Linked DNA regions of Mus musculus: all the other regions are linked to region 4. Evidence: chromatin contacts called from public promoter capture Hi-C data. All regions are on one chromosome and are shown on one strand. The core of a region is the stretch at or near the end of the contact, and the rest is flanking DNA. Distances in the headings are between cores, read along the strand shown.

Evidence for each region. Promoter capture Hi-C pulls out the DNA fragments that hold promoters and counts their contacts.
Region 1: a contact with region 4 is called in a promoter capture Hi-C map of hematopoietic stem and progenitor cells, with 6 times the contacts expected there. The contact joins the enhancer-like site here to the promoter of Pla2g12b in region 4. A contact is called at or near these places in 10 of 39 promoter capture datasets (the 3T3-L1 cell line, the C10 cell line, the HPC-7 cell line and 6 more), 1 of 115 datasets of contacts at active chromatin or transcription factors (trophoblast stem cells) and 2 of 9 other capture datasets (adipose tissue and liver).
Region 2: a promoter capture Hi-C map of liver shows a contact between it and region 4, with 4 times the contacts expected there. The contact joins the enhancer-like site here to the promoter of Pla2g12b in region 4. A contact is called at or near these places in 14 of 39 promoter capture datasets (the 3T3-L1 cell line, the HPC-7 cell line, cranial neural crest and 9 more), 2 of 484 Hi-C or Micro-C datasets (bone marrow-derived macrophages and nephron progenitors) and 3 of 9 other capture datasets (adipose tissue, embryonic stem cells and liver).
Region 3: a promoter capture Hi-C map of liver shows a contact between it and region 4, with 4 times the contacts expected there. The contact joins the enhancer-like site here to the promoter of Pla2g12b in region 4. A contact is called at or near these places in 15 of 39 promoter capture datasets (the 3T3-L1 cell line, the C10 cell line, the HPC-7 cell line and 10 more), 1 of 15 datasets of contacts at CTCF or cohesin (the NIH/3T3 cell line), 3 of 484 Hi-C or Micro-C datasets (CD8 T cells, bone marrow-derived macrophages and nephron progenitors), 11 of 115 datasets of contacts at active chromatin or transcription factors (T-cell acute lymphoblastic leukemia, embryonic stem cells, extraembryonic endoderm stem cells and 2 more) and 5 of 9 other capture datasets (adipose tissue, embryonic stem cells, liver and 2 more).

Annotation. Positions count from the first base shown.
Region 1 is chr10:59,742,223-59,746,210 of GRCm38.p6, forward strand. All of the region lies in intron 4 of Micu1 (mitochondrial calcium uptake 1), which reads left to right. Among named protein-coding and RNA genes, the nearest start is that of Micu1, 42 kb to the left of the region's middle. Within about 2 kb of position 1,944, at least 15 of the 459 cell types and tissues checked have an H3K27ac peak or open chromatin away from gene starts, as enhancers often do.
Region 2 is chr10:59,767,130-59,770,877 of GRCm38.p6, forward strand. It overlaps Micu1 (mitochondrial calcium uptake 1), which reads left to right. Exons shown (of 12, transcript NM_144822.3): 6 at 1,009-1,123. Among named protein-coding and RNA genes, the nearest start is that of Gm17059, 31 kb to the right of the region's middle. Within about 2 kb of position 1,457, at least 8 of the 459 cell types and tissues checked have an H3K27ac peak or open chromatin away from gene starts, as enhancers often do. A contact at or near this core is called in liver, where this site is marked.
Region 3 is chr10:59,792,976-59,796,939 of GRCm38.p6, forward strand. The region is part of intron 8 of Micu1 (mitochondrial calcium uptake 1); the gene reads left to right. Among named protein-coding and RNA genes, the nearest start is that of Gm17059, 5.3 kb to the right of the region's middle. Within about 2 kb of position 2,311, at least 15 of the 459 cell types and tissues checked have an H3K27ac peak or open chromatin away from gene starts, as enhancers often do. A contact at or near this core is called in embryonic stem cells, liver and stem cell-derived epiblast-like cells, where this site is marked.
Region 4 is chr10:59,401,455-59,405,697 of GRCm38.p6, forward strand. It overlaps Pla2g12b (phospholipase A2, group XIIB), which reads left to right and starts at 2,231. Exons shown (of 4, transcript NM_023530.2): 1 at 2,231-2,527. The coding sequence starts at 2,317.

The sequences.
Region 1 (3,988 bases), core at 694-3,193, 340 kb after region 4:
AACCAGTAATGGCTGAAGACCCTGAATCTACCATCTATACTACCATATGCTCCAGAATTTGCAATGTTTGGACGTCAGTATGACGCTGTGAGTGGATAACCCCCTGTTTGACCTATGACACTGTGAGTGGATAACCCCCTGTTTGACCCCAGTGCACAGAAAATAGGATAACATCATCAGTGGGCTGTGTGTATAGGATGTGTAGGAAACACAAATGTATTTGATACAGAGTTGCACCTTCCTCTCCACTCTGTTGAGCGGCCAGTTCTGCTACACAAACTGGCTTCAAGGATGGGCTAAGAAATGAGCCCAGGGCTATAAGGAGTGGAGAGCTGAGTGCACGCCCTCACCTGGGCTCCGTGACCCTCTGTCTCACCTCCATTCTCCCACACAGATCCCGTACCTCTTAGCAAGCCTGCATCATTTACCTGTGGAAGAATGCAGGTCTTATTCTGCAGAATCTCTCTCCTCCGTCTTTCAGTGGTTGTATCTCTATGGCGTTTATTGTGCTTCTCGGTCTTCTGCATTTCATCTATGTGAAGACTACACAGACAGTTCTAGAAAAGGACACTACCAAATAACTACGAGTGTTGAAATCAGACGGATGGATTTTATTGTGCTGCAAATGGTCCTTTATTTCCCAATAGGTTCTTCTATATTCATAGTTGCTTTTTGCTTCCAAAGAGTTTTATAATAAGATATACCAAGCTTGTCATTAATGGCATTGAACTTTAGATGTAGATCCTTTTAAAATATCTCTATTTATTTATTTATTTATTTATTTATTTATTTATTTATTTATTTAAAGGTGCATTGAGGGAGTTGGTCCTCACTTCCCATCGTGCGGGTCGTGGGGATCAGGCTCCTGTGGGCAGGCTCAGTGACCAGCACCTTTAGCCACTGAGCTCTCCAAGCCTGAGATCCTTTGAAGCTTGCTTTGGCAGCTAGTTTGGTGACAGGGAAGGGAAGAAATCCAGGCAAGGTTGTATGCAGAAGAAAGACGCTCACAGATATTTTCTCGTATTTTTATGATAGCAAAACATTTTTATGCCTGTAAGGCAATTACCATTCAAATAAAACTCTCATCTCTATCAGGGCTGTTAAAGACTATAATTTGCTTCCAGTGTGACAATGAAAATGAACCATCACTTTTAGGACAGGCCACGGAGGACTGTTTCCTCACTTAAGGGATATTATGTTTATTCCTTTGAAAACAATTCTATTTGCCGGTTGCCTTCATACGCTCCGGCATTTAACTCTGTAGCTGTTTGCTGTTTGCTTATTTGTTTTTACGATGGTGGGAATTGAACGCAAGGCTTTCTGCACGCAGCACATACACTCTACCACTGAGCCCCGCCCCCCCTTAATTACCGAAAGATGTCCTACATAAACTGAATAGTCACTGGGAGTGCAGTACACCGAGCACCCTTCTCATTTTCATGGGAAGCTGGAATAACGAACGAGTGCTTTTCTTATGAGAATCAGAAGGAAGAGAGAATTCTGTACAGTGAAATGAGATCTAACTGGAAACTGGCTTCGCTTTCATTTGCTCATTAGCAAGAATTCATTAGCAGGGATGTCGATTCAGCAAAATTAAACCTGCTGCCCCTGTGTGAGGTGAAGGATAAAGGCAGCTGATTTCTGTTTCAAGCCAGTTGGTGGCAAAGCATGCTTTTGATCCCAGCACTTGGGAGGCAGAGGATCTCTGTGAGTTCAAGGCCAGCTTGAACTACAAAGCAAGTTTCAGGACAGCCAGAGTTACGCAGAAAAACTCTGTCTCAAATCTACCTGCTCCCCCAATTCCCCCTTACCCCCCATACACACACCATACACACACACGTAGGGGGAGGAGAGCTTCAGGGCAGCCACAGGTACATAGTGAAACTCTGGCTCAAAAATAAACAACAAAGACTGACCTCACCCACTTACCCATAAGGAAGCAGGCCCTGAGAAGGGAGTTGCCAGGGTCATGTGGCTCAGGTGTGTCAAAGCCGCTGCCCGGGTCACCCAGCTCTGGCCTAAGGAGAAAGATCTTTGTCACCCAGGGGGTGGAAACTGGCTTCACTTTCATTTGCTCATTAGCAAGAATTCATTAGCAGGGATGTCGATTCAGCAAAATTAAACCTGCTGCTCCTGTGTGAGGCAATGGATAAAGGTAGTCGATTTTGTTCTTAGATTTCTGTCTCCAGCCAGCCGTTCCGATTTCAACTTTGTTTCGTCATGACTTCACACATACTATATCCCAAGATACCCAGAGGATCTAAATCTGTGAGAGTCTTCATTTTAGAACTGTTTAAAATAATCTTGGAGCACAGGCTCTCCAAGGCCCCCAAATTAAACCATTTGAAATGAGCTAATGAGTTTCGGTGAAAAGGTGACTAAGAATCCTTGTGTACTAAATATCAAAAATGTATAGAGAAAGGAGCCGTAGGGAAGTGTGAAGCACATTAAAAGGAAAATCACATAGTGTGCTCCCTGGACACATGCCGGCCCTCCGCTATGATGCCGATGCATCACCACCATCCCTGGATATAAGGACGCTGACTCCACTATAGTAAAACCCATCTTCACCAGCCGTGGTAGCTCACGCCTTCAACCCCAGCACTCAGGAGGCAGAGGCCTGTGGATGTCTGAGTTCCTGACAGCCAGGGCTACACAGAGAAACCCTGTCTCCAAAAAAACAAAACCAAAAGTTTGTTAACAGCCATTGTATGATGCAAGTAACCAGAAGTGTGGAATGTGGTTAACAGTTCCAGGGAACAAAAGAGTTTGGGGCAGAACACTGTGGCATGGGCAGTCTCTGCGTCCTTTCTACAGCATCAGCCTGGGTGACTTTCTATCTAAGGGTAATTTGCCTATAAAGAATGCTTTCAGGGCTGCAGAGATGGCTCAGCGGTTAAGAGCGCTGACTGCTCTTCCAGAGGTCCTGAGTTCAATTCCCAGCAACCACATGGTGGCTCACAACCATCTGTAATGGGATCCATTGCCCTCTTCTGGTGTGTCTGAAGATAGCTACAGTGTTCTCACATTCATAAAATTTAAAAAAAAAAAAGGACACTTTCAGTCAGTGACACATGATTGAGTCTGTAGTACTGTTATCCTCTGTATACCTCCTGTGTTCTGCTTCTATTGATTTGTTGGTTTGTTTACAGAGTTTCAGTCTGTCTGCTTTTGCTTTTGACCCCCTGCAATACTGTTTCCTATAGAGCAGACCAGCTGCAGCCAACTCCCTGATTCTTTATGGCCCACAAACACAAAACAATTTGTCCATTTTTAATGGGGAGGAAGAACACAAGAATATTTAGAACATGTAAAAATTACATGCAATTCAGATTTCATTGTTCATAAGAAGTTGCATGGGCACAGCACACTCATCCCTGGGTGGCAGATTCAGAGCTGGAAGAACAGAGTGACGAAGTTGTAACAGACCGTAAGCGTACGGTCTATACAACTTGAAGTGTTCATTTTATGTGCTTTCAAAAGGGGGATGTGCTAGCCCTTGGTGTTGGGCATTGTGTGGGAGTTAAACATGGGCTGACATCTAGTGCAGGGGTTTAGAAATCAAAGCACTTTCAAAACAGTTCTTCTTCTTCTTCTTCTTCTTCTTCTTCTTCTTCTTCTTCTTCTTCTTCTTCTTCTTCTTCTTCTTCTTTTTTTGAAGACATTTAGAGCTATGACTTGCTGTTGTATAGGGGATAGCCTTTTATTTTTTTTAATATTCCATGGGATAGGGTCTCACTCTGTAGCCCAGGTTGGACTTGGAGCAAAGTTTGTTTTTGCTTTAAAGAACAAATAGTAAATATTTAAGGCTTAGCTGACTCAACAGCAATGTAATAAATACTACTCTTCTCCCTGGGGAATCTAAGGAAAAAAAAGACACAGTGAGTTGGCTGGACGTGGCCTGAAGGCTGTCGCTCGCCAAACTGCCATTTCTGTGAACTCATTGGGACATAACTAGTGTATCTGCGGTCCTGTGCTCAGTGTTCGC
Region 2 (3,748 bases), core at 207-2,706, 360 kb after region 4:
GCTTGTCCGTTCTCACGAGGCTCTCGCCTGCAGTGCCGCCTCTTGCTTTCTCGCTTGCATGAGAGTGTTTCTTTGGTTATGCTGCCTTGGTTTGAATTCTTAAAACCTCTTTCTTTTTGCCCCCTCGGTGCACAGAATAAATATTTCCTTAAGTGCCTGTGGTTGGTCCAGAACTTACGGACTTTGTTTCAAGTGCAGCCCTCTGGTGGATCCTTTGCAGTTTTTGAAAGTACCTTCAATGAGGAATTCAGAGACCAGGAAACAGTGCGTCCAGCAGGCTGTTACTGGAACTAAGAACTGGCCTGCGTGACTCTTGAGTAAAGGAAGGGAGTGTACACTGGGAGCAAGAGCTGAGTCTGGAAGCGGCTTATTTCCATCAAACAGCTGAAACTCAGTAGCATCCGCTAACATAATGATAATGCAAAAGTCCGTTTCCGGATTACACTTCAGAATATTCTTTATCCTAAATACTCTTCTGTGTTCTAGATTAAGATTAAGACTCCAAAAGGAAAGTTTAAAATTAGTATTTCAGAAGCGTATATATGGCCTTGAGAACAGCTGCCTTCCCTCTGCTTCAAGATCACCAACAGTATGATTTTTTAATTTGATTGATTGATTGGCCAGTTGGAACCAGTTTTAGCTTTCTCTTTTCTTTGGTTGTTTTTTTTTTTTTTTTCCTTTATACCACCAAATAATAGTCTTAAGAGTGATGCCAGGTGTTCTAAAAGTGACACAGTTCTGAAGTTAGGCCATGTGTTCGATGGCAGGAAAAAACTGAAAACATCTTCAAATTTCAATGAACCCGGTGTTTACGTGAAGAACAAATGACCTCTTGTCTTGGAATCTTCATTAGCTTAAAAACTGTAAAGGATCCATGGATTTTGAATGGCCGTCCTAGAAGTGCTTAGGGGACGAGGGAACTGGGATAAATGTCGTCCGTTCTCCCTGCCTGTGTTCTGATTCAGTCGTATCTTTTCTGTTTCTTGCTGGGACCTGTGCCCCTGCTAGAAAATTGCCCAGGAACGAGAAAAATTTGCTGATGAAGGCAGCATCTTCTACAGCCTTGGAGAGTGTGGGCTCATCTCCTTCTCTGACTACATCTTCCTCACAACAGTCCTCTCCAGTGAGTATCATCTTCCCATCCTGTCTGTCTGTAAGGAGCACCAAGAAATGCAGAAACGGCTCAGCTGATTAGCTGGAAAACAGCCCCTAGCTTACAGTTAGCGGACTGTAAATCCTACAAGATTCCATTTGTTTTGTTTTGTTTTGTTTGTTTTTCTTCTGTAATTTGGGTGTAAACTCTCTTGAAAGGAAAAGAAAACCTAAGGTGTCAAGGTAGAATTTTTAAAGCTGACAGCCTGCTGATTTGCCCCTGCTGTCACTGGGCTCTGTGTTCGGTGAGGACCAGATGCACACGGTGACTGTCACAACTGTCACGGCGTGGTGCCGCTCTGCACATTCCATTTCCACGTGGCGTTTCCTCCCCTAAGGAAACCTGGCTCCGTTGTCCTGCCCATGTTGAGTGGTCACTTATTAATCTTGGAATGGTATTTCTAGAGACTCAAAGCTCAGTTTTCACTTATGGAGAACACAGGTAAGTTTTTAAATGTTAAACTATCTAGGATATGCAACTCTGGCTCTTTCTCTTAGTGTGAATTGTAATCATCAGAAAAACCAAACAAAATGTTCATAGCTCTCTGTGTAGTCTGTTAAAATGTAACTCAGGCCAGAGTTGTAGGCAACTGTAGGGCAGAGGTGGAGGATTGGCCTAGCACGGCACAGTCCTAGGTTCAGCCCCAACACTGCAAAAGAAAATACCCATAGTGGACCGGAGTTCCGACACAATGTTAACAAAGGGATTCCGAGTGCTCTTCCAGCTAGGAGAGAGACGGCCATCTCTCCCTCACCTCATCTCCTCACCTTATCTCCTCTCCTGCCACACAGCTGAGTTTCTTTAAAAGATAAAACCCTGAATCATGTGGTGGCTTTGAGACTGGGTCTCTTTATATAGCCTAGGCTGCCCTCAAACTTGGAATGCCCCTGTCTCAACCTGAAAGTATCCGCCATTCTACACCACTGTGCCCAGCGTATGGGTTTTAACAGACGGAAGACAATTCCTGCCGTGACCAACTACTTCAGCCTTACTCCTTCAGTGTAACTGCTAACAAGGGAGAGAAGACTTCTGCCTTGTCACAGGACCCTGTGGGTGCCACTGCAGGAAGAATGTATGTGGCAGCCCAGTGCTACAATGAAAATGCCCATTAACATAGTGACGACAACCCCAAAATAAGCATACCTTGGCATTGGTTTCTTTTCTTTTTCTTTCTTTCTTTCTTTTTTTTTTTTTCCTTCTTTTGAGACAGGGTTTCTCTGTGTGTCCTTGGCTATCATGGCACTCACTCTATAGACCAGGCTGGCCTCCAAGTCACAGAGATCTTCCTGCCTCTGCCTCCCTAGTACTGGGACTAAAGGAGTGTGCCTTGTCACACCCAGCCCACACCTTGACTCATTTTTAAAGAATACAAATCATTTTCTGGGTATGTCTATATACCTGAATATATGTGTGTGTGCCACTCATTGTGGCTGCTGAGAGCTCAACCCTGAACCTCTATAAAAGCAAATGCCCTAACCTCTGGGCTGTCTTTCCAGCCCCTCGTTGAGCTCACACGCACACACACATACACGCACACACACACACACACACACACACACACACACACACCCCACCCCACCCCCTACCCCCGCACACACCCATTTGGAAGTTTTCTCCTGCTCAGATTCCTTGTGATGCTCTTCAGATGAACTGGTGATGTAGACGTTTCCCACACTTCAGCCTGGAGCATGCCCTGTTGTTGCCTTCGTTTTACAGGTGAAGAGACTCGGTATACAAAATGTTTCAGAACGTACCCCTAGTCCCAACGTGAAGGAGTAGCCATTTTCTGGTAAGAGCCTAAACTGAGCAGCCTCTGGGCTCCTGCGCCTGGCTGCCCAGCTCTCAGTGTCTGCGGTGTAGCTGGAACTCACTCGCCGCCTCTCTTTCCCTAAGGCTGAGCTGCAGCAGGGCTCTGATGGCAGCCCAAGCATCCTTACAATCTTAATGCTGGACACTGTGTTTTCCACTTTATCCAGCAAGCTGCCAGGGAAAGCATGCCGCAGATGGTGCGCTAGGGTAGGGCTGGTGAGCAAGGGGCTGTTACAGCCTATGCACAGTAAATGGTTCCCAAGTCATCCTGGGAGAGGGCAGACAACTTCCTAAGCCTCAAGAGTTAGTACTGGACCCTCGAGATGGCTCAGTGGGTAAAAGCACTCGTCACCAAGACAGGCAACCTGAGTTCAGTCTCTCCAAGCCACAGGGAGGAGAAAACCAACCCCTAAGCTGTTCTCTGACACCCACACACTCGTGCACACACATACACAGAGAGAGAGGATGGATGGATGGATGGATGGATGGATGGATGGATGGATGGATGGATGGATGGATGATAAACAGGCATTGCTAGTCATTTGGCATAGGACTAGAACATGAAATGCATTAGTGTATTTGTCTTTCTGATAAACAGCGGGTAGCTGGGGCCATAGAAAGCCAGTAGGCCAGTGGGAAAAGTCACCCAGCTGAGGCAGGACTGCCCATCTGCTGAGACCCTAGCACTCAATGGGTGGACTCCCGCCATCCCTTGGTGCTGCCAACACTGTACTGTAGCGAACTGAAGCGCGGGACCCCAGGCCACTTGAGGAGCTGTACTCTTGT
Region 3 (3,964 bases), core at 1,061-3,560, 390 kb after region 4:
GTGGCATCTACTGTCACTCTGCCTCAGACAAACCACAGGCAGCTGCACACAAGGCATCCCAGCTGAGAGACCAAAAGGCTGTTCGTTCACTTTGAAATCGTTTTCTGAGAAGACATCTGGAAATGGCAGCAAGCTTTGTTTTTATGAAACACTTCTAATTTCACTTTTCCAAGTTTGGGTGATTTCTCCCTTCACTGAGCATGAAATAAAATCTCATCATCACTGCTAAGAGGCAAGTGGAGATGATTAATAAATCTCAATACCTTTGCTGGGGCTTTATAATTCCATCGTTCTTCCTGTCTCTTACTAGTTTATTCCGTGCCTTGTCTCCTTTAAAACTTGAGATGGAGGAGATTTATGGTTCCATTTATCTGCTCTTTTCTGCCTTTTTCTCAGAACAGCAGTTTTGAGAATAAAGGAAGTTTGATCCATCACTCTGCATTTCCAGAAGGCTGAGAGGAGGGGACGCCTGTGAATGTTATACAAGTGGCTGCCTCTGACCCAGGCACTTTGCATATCTTAACTTTTTATTTGAGACAGGTTCTCTTGGCTAGCCTGGAACTCACAGAGACTCTGCCTCCTGAGTACTGGCATTAAAAACCATGCACCAGCTGGCCTTTCTTTCATTCTCATCAGCTCTATCAGAGTCCATGTGATAGAGGAGAGGACACACCCATATCACAGGTGGAGACACTGATACTGTCGACAGCCACAGCTGCTGTGTGGTAGTGTCTGCTCGGAGCCTGGTACCTTCACAATTCCTCTCAGACAGAGCTATTTCTGTTCCTTACATGATTGGTTCTCGGTTTGTTTTGTTCTTTTTAGCCTGTGCTATGGTTTCTATGGGACTCAACACAGTTTAGATTTTAGGGGCTGAAAAGGACCAAAGTTGTAGCATTTGGCCTTCTCCAGAAGTCCGTTTCTGGTTCCTTTGCTACCCAGGTATCACTCCCAGGACAGAGAAGACTATTCTGTTTGTTACCCAAGCCAGCTGCAGCATCATGAGAACGATCACCTGCTGAGCTCTGCCCTGTCTGAGTGCTCTTACACTCTGACAGCCTTTGTCCCATTCCTCCCCTCTCCCTTTCTCTATTTGAGAGCAACAGCAACAAAAACACAGTTTTAAAGAAGTGATGTAAGAATACAAAGTTGCTTCCTTAAAACTCTTTTTTAGGTTAAGAATTCCATCTAAGGCTGCCAGAAATGAGTGAGCAGGGTTCCTTGGAGACAGGTGCCGAGTCTAATTCCAGTTAATATATTCATTGATTTCTTGAAGACTGTAGCAAGAAAGATGTCAATCAAAATGAAAGATACTAGAGAATTCTTTGAAAGATTATGGTTAATTTTAATTTGGGGGAAAGGAACTGTCATGTCAAAGAAAGTAAAAAACTAATTTATGCAAGAATAAAGACTAACTAGAACATACAACAAAGAAATTATGAAATGAGTTGGGGGTCTGTGTGGATAGTGTATAATCAGCCAGTCACTTAATGACTGTCTTATGTTTCTGGGCAAATATATATATAGAGAGAGAGATTACCTTGTTTAATAGGGAAAAAATCCTAAAAGCAGGGCACAAAGAAATGGGCTAACTATTCACCACTATCAATAAGAATAGAGAGACCCAGCAAGTGGCTCAGAGAGTAAAGATGCTTCTGACCTGAGTCCAGCCCCAGAGCCACATATAGGTAGTGCGTAGGATCCACTAAATCCAACTTAACTCAAACACCACGTCAATGCAGACGACAAAAATTTACTGTAATCAAGCTGCTACTGATTGATCCGGGCCACAGAACAGACTTGGGAGCTGAACTGGGACCCTAGAGAGAAATTACACAGCACATTTAAAGGATGAGACCACGCAGCGAGAGGGAGCGGAGTGGGCTGTAGCATTGTCCAGTCATATTTTGACTTAAGGGGTTGAGCAAGGGAGTTTTCACCAATCAGGATAGGAGTCGGTTCCTGGGCCTGGAACATGACCTTGTTTGACCCTGCCAGCAAGATGGAGAGGTTGTCCTTGAGATGTCTGGACTGGGACAACTTTTTCCTTATAATGTAAGGGTCCATGCTTCCCCGAAGAATGAAACCCCAGACTCAAAACAGTATGAAAGCGCAGAGTGTTTTATTCTTCAGAAGTCCAGCATTCTCCCATTACCAGGATAGAGAGACAATCACGTGAGCCTGAAGAAGGCTCGCTTTAAAACACATTGGAATTCTGGGATAGATGACCTTTGTCTTACTCCACCTCTAGACTTTCTGGAACCATTTTCAAGGTGTGAAGTCTGGAAACTGCTGCCGACCCATTGTCTTTGCCTCGGGCCAGGTGGTGGGCAGCTTTGAGGGCAGGACTTGCCTGGGCTTGCCCAGTTCTTAGAAACTGAGATTTAGGCCTCGTCTCCTGAACTGCCAGTTTGAAGCCTGTCATGGAATCAGCCGAGCCTTCTCACTAAGAGAAGCTGTTCAGCTATTGGGAAGTTCCTAGCTCTCCTAGAACCTGGGACCTTTATTTAGTTTCTCCTATGATTAAATGGAATGTGAAAACAAAATGGTAGCACTTAGGTTAAGTTTCTTTTGCTTATTCCCACAGTGAAAAGAAAGAACTGATTCTACGGGGTTGTCCGATCCCTACAAGTGGGCCATAGCACATGGGCCTGCACATTCGTCTCACACACACACATAATCCAAATAAATAAATTGTTAAGGATTAGAGAAAATGAGATTAATACTTTTTTAAAATTTACTCTTCTAATCTATGAGATCTGGGGATTAAGTTCAAGTTCTTGGGCTTGGTGGCAAATGTATTTATGTACCAGCTGGCTTGCCTGCCTGTTGCTATTGCTTTCAGTGTTGGGTCTAACCTAAGTCTGGCCCAAGCCAGGCGAGTGCTCTGCCACTGTGCACTGTGCACAACACTATAGTCTAGCCCAGAGGGGTTAATTTCAGAGTGCCTAAGGAGCCCCTAGAATCATGTTTGGATCCATCCAAGCATAACTGTGTGTACCGTTTCTTGCTCTAACAGTGCAGGCAGGGATCACATTGCCTGTGAGAGACAAAGGCCAAGTGGTTACAGAAAAGGACGGGGCAGGAAGGCCTCCAGCTGGGCTTGGTTGTCCTCACAGCCTGTATTTGTCTTGGCTTTTGTTTTTGATCCTGGCTTTTTGAGACAGGATTTCTTAGCATAGACCTGGCTGGGTTGATTACACATTTTGTACATCATGCTGGCCTCAAACTTAGTCTCCTGGCTCTGCCTTCCAAGTACTGGTTTGTAGGCACGTGCTACCAAGCTGCCGGGTCCAGAGTTGATTCTTTCTTTTTTCCTCACAATTTATTTATTTATTTGATGTGCATTGGCATTTTGCCTGCTTGTCTGTCTGTGTGAGGGTGTCAGATCCCCTAGAACTGAAGTTACAGGCAGGTGTGAGCTGCCAGGTGGGTGCTGGGAACTGAACCCGGGTCCTCTGGAAGAACAGCCAGTACTCTTAACCTCAAAGCCCCACAGAGTTGACTCTTAATTACATGCAAGCAAACAAAGCAGAGTTTTCATCGGGATTGCTTCTCTTTTACTCTTTTGCTTCTACAAAGCAAAATAGAGATAATAATAAATTTATAGTTTCTTATTCCATTCTCGGTTTTAGCTTGAATTATTCAATAAAAGGTACTTTACTCCTTTAAGTATTTATAACTTTAACAAGCAAAGTACATATTTAAAGGAGGTTTTTTGTTTGTTTATATTTTAAGAAAAAAGACCTATGAGCAGCCTCCTCCCTTGTAAAGTAATACAACTGTTGGTTATAAAGGTAAAGGTATTTTACTAATATTTTTTCTTTGAGGGAAAAAATCTATATACAGTATGACCTGCCTTATTCTTGTCAAAGTGTTGAGAGAAGACCAGAGCAAGCATTTTCTTAAATGTGAAAAAGTGGGCTGTGGTTTTTCACCAGAAACTATGATATTACCACAGCAT
Region 4 (4,243 bases), core at 981-3,480:
TACTTCCTGCTGTTGTTGTTGTTGTTAGAGGTAGAATTATGTTTGTGTGGCTATCTTTTTTTGGGTTTGTTGAAAGATCACTTTCTTGCTTTTTCTAGGATGTAGTTTTCCCAAGTTTTCCATCTATTATCCTTTGTAGGGCTGGATTTATGGAAAGATATTGTATAAATGTGATTTTATCATGGAATATCTTGGTTTCTCTGTCTATGGTAATTGAGAGTTTTTCTGGGTATAGTAGCCTGGGCTGGCATTTGTGTTCTCATAAGGTCTGAATGGCATCTGCCTCGGATCTTCTAGCTTTCATAGTCTCTGGTGAGAAATCTGGTGCAATTCTGATAGGTCTGCCTTTATATGTTATTTGACCTTTTCCCCTTACTGCTTTTAATATTCTTCCTTTGTTTTGTGCATTTAGTGTTTTGATTATTATGTGTCGGGAGGAATTTCTTTTCTGGTCCAGTCTATTTGGAGTTCTGTATGTTCATGGACATCTCTTTCTTTAGATTAGGGAAGTTTTCTTCTATAATTTTGTTGAAGATATTTACTGGCCCTTTAAGTTGGGAATCTTCATTCTCTTCTATACCTATTATCCTTAGGTTTGGTCTTCTCATTGTGTCCTGGATGTTTTCAATTAGGAGCTTTTTGCATTTTCTTTGATTGTTGTGTCAATGTTTTCTATGGTATCTTCTGCACCTGAGATTCTTCTGTCTCTTGTATTCTGTTGGTGATACTTGCATCTATGACTTCTGATCTCTTTCATAGTTTTTGTAACTCTGGTGTTGTCTCCCTTTTTCATTTCTTAATGTTTCTATTTCCATTTTTAGATCTTGGATGGTTTTGTTCAATTCCTTCACCTGTTTGATTGTGTTTTCCTGTAATTCTTTAAGGGAATTACAGAGACCTGAGTTTAGTTCCAGACACCTGTCTCAGGTGACACCCTCCCCCCAACCTTCAGCTCCAGGGCATCCCCCAGCCTCCACAGGCTCCTGTACCCACATGTGCACCCCATTCCCAAACACACTCGAGGCATTGCACATATTAGAGGTAGGTGGTCCACTATTGAGTTGTGCCCCCCCCCCCCCCCCGTTTTCCTTCCTTTTTGAAGGAGTCCTATGGTTCTGTTCTGATATGACCTCATCAGTTATGGCCCTGGCCCAGCCTTGGGACCTAAGTAATGAAGTCATTTAACCTCTCCCTGATTTCTTATTTGTCAAATAAAAATATCAACCTTGCCTAACAAAATAGGTGTGAATGTGTGGAGGGAGGAAGGGAGGGAGGGAGGGAGGGAGGGAGGGAGAAACAAGAAGACAGGGAGACAGACACACACAGAGAGATAGAGAGACAGAGAAACAGGAAGAAAGTCAGAGAGAGACAGGAAAGGAGAGATTGAGAAGAGACTAGTTCAGAATGTGTATGGTCGTTTCCCAGACTGGTGATTTTATAGGTATTCTTCACATGGCCAAGAGCAAACTACGCTGAAAGTGACGCCCAAACTCAGGATTCCAGAGAGCAATCTCAAAGCTTGGAATCTCAAACAGGCTTTCTGATAGCAGCCTGGACTTTTATCTGCCTAAAAGGGGGTGGGAGGAAGGAATCACCACTGGGGCCGAATGTTCCCAGAAGAGACCTGGGGCCATCAGTCTCAGGGGATCCCAGGATACAGCACTGAGTATAAACACATGCCCTGCAGATTCTCGGAAAGGTATTCCCTGGGAGGATAGCAGGACCTTTGCCAGATGGAAGGATTTGAGCTAGAGACACGGAGGGACCAAGGCAGAAACTGGGCTCGAAACCTGAACTTTCACCAAGGCACACTTGGATTTTAGCCCCTGATAATCTGTTATTAGATTCACCTGTGGTGAAGATGACCCCAGTAGGGCTACCAGAGTCTCGCACACACCCTCATGGGCCTCCCCAGGACAGGTATAGAGGAGGAAGTAGTTCAGGGGTGTGGCTGAGATCTTGGGAAGAGCTCTGCAGTAGAGAAACCTGAGGTGCTCAAGTGTGCTGGAGAATCCTGGGGCTCCCGTCCAGCCTCACAGAGTGAGCAGTCATCCCCCCAGCGCTTCGGGGTCCACTGGGAAGTCCCCTCTTGGGCCATCCTCATACAGCCCCTCCCACGGTTTCACCTTTGTCCTCTCTAATCGCTCGGATCGGCTCCCAGCCTCCATGGCTGTGTTTAAAGTCCACCTCTGGGGAACACAGACTGACTGTACCGATAAGCCCGGACACAGGGCTGTGTATGTCCCCAGGGCTTCCTGGGACCCTGGCTGGGGTTGGGGACGAGAGCAGCCGCGAGGGTCTACTTGTGCGTGCAAAATGAAGCTGCTCTGCGGCTTCTTCCTCCTGTGGCTTGGCCTGGTAGGGAACCTGGCTCAGAGTGACCCCAGCCCCAAGGAAGAGGAGTCCTACTCTGACTGGGGCCTGAGGCAGCTGCGGGGCAGCTTCGAGTCTGTCAACAGCTACGTGGATTCCTTCATGGAGCTGCTGGGAGGGAAGAATGGAGTCTGTCAGTACCGGTGTCGATATGGTGAGTGGATGCCTTCTCTGGGAGTGGGGGTGGGGAGTGACAGCATGAGCAGCAAAGCAGGTCACATCTGTCCTACATCCGGTAGGCCAGGTCGCCAGGCAAAGCAAAATCAGGTGTAGCGTCATCCGAAATGCAAGCAGGCAACTAAATCCTGTGAGGGGCCCCGAGTGAAGTCTGGGTTCTATATCTCCTGATAAAAGTGTGATTTATCGGAAACTCAGGCTCTGCTCAGCTTCCTGGGAACTTTCGCTGAGGCCTTTTAGGAGTTTACTGGAGGCAGGTAAGGCCTTAAGGGATGGCAGAGAGGTTTGAGAGGAATCGCAGGGTCTCAGAGATGCTCCTAAGGGGAGAACGCGGAACCGGAGATTCTGCCCTGGGTCAACTCACTGCCTTCGCATCCCAAAAGCTTTGAAGGACTCTCCTCTCTGCTGCAGGCCTCTGCCTGCGATTTGCCTAGATTCTGCCAAGGGAGGGGTCCAGCCCTGCCTTAGTCACTGTTATCACTGAACTGACCTGCCTGCTGCCCGCCAGGGGTCCCAAGCTCTGCCACCACCAAAGAGAGCCAAACACCAGAGACACAACTGGGAACTGGAGTGAGCTCCCATGCCTACCTTGCTTGAGTTGGAAAGCCAGCTAGGGCAGGAGCTGAGGCTGAAGCCATCTTCCCCTTCACCCTCCTGGGAAGAGATGGGAGCTGAGTATCATGTGTCGTGTCCCCCCCCCCCCCCCCCCAATGTCATAGTGTCAAATTCTGGGCGACTCAGCATCACGTTTACTCAAAGTTAGATGGATAAGCACAAGGCCGGGTCACCTCATTAAGTTCACCTAATATCCATCAAAGAGGCAGGAAAGTTAATGCCTGCCATTTGAATCAACACAGGTATTGTCAATATACCCAAGGTTTAGCAAACATCTAACAACAGTAGGACTTCTTGTAAAATGGTGAGCCCGATCTTGTTCTTACTTCTCTAGTAAAACAGCATCAAAAGATTTCAGCAAATTTTGGTTGGGCAGCCTCTGACTGGGCGGGACCATCAAGCTCCCCAACTGCTTATGGGAGGAGTGTCTTGAGACTGTGATCCCAGCTACTGGAGAGACTGAGACAGGTCAGCCTGGCTACGCAGTGAGACCCTCAAGATCCCTCTCAGCCCATTTCCTCCTAAAGGATGCTCTAAACATAAATCTTTTTAAAAAAATTTTTAAATCAACAAAAATAATAGTGGCTACTTATGGAGAAGCCTGGTGGTTTCATCCATGATGGAAAGGTTCGATGCATTGGCCACGCCTCCCACAGACTTTCCTTTTATTCGTGGTGGGAGTGTTAAAAGTCTGTGCTCTGGGGGGTTTGAGATTGGGTTACCTTTCTCACTGCACGTTTGCTAGAAATGATTTAAGGAAGGAAGGGGCTTATGTGGCTCGGGGTTTCAGAATGTCTCTGCCTATCATGGAAGGACGCTAAAGAAGCAACTATAGGCAGTGGGAGCCAGAAGTGGAGCCTGGTTCACCAGGCAACATTGGCAAGCAGAGAGAGCTAAGCTGGGTGTCGCCTTCAAAGGCATGGCCCTGGACAGCTACTTCTGACACACAGGCCCCCTCTCTTAGAATTAATTCTTCAGCTTCCAAAAACAGTAGCATCAACCAGAAAACTAGCATTCAAAACAAAATCCTGTGGGGAGCTCTGTGTGTGTGTGTGTGTGTGTGTCTAAATATACATAG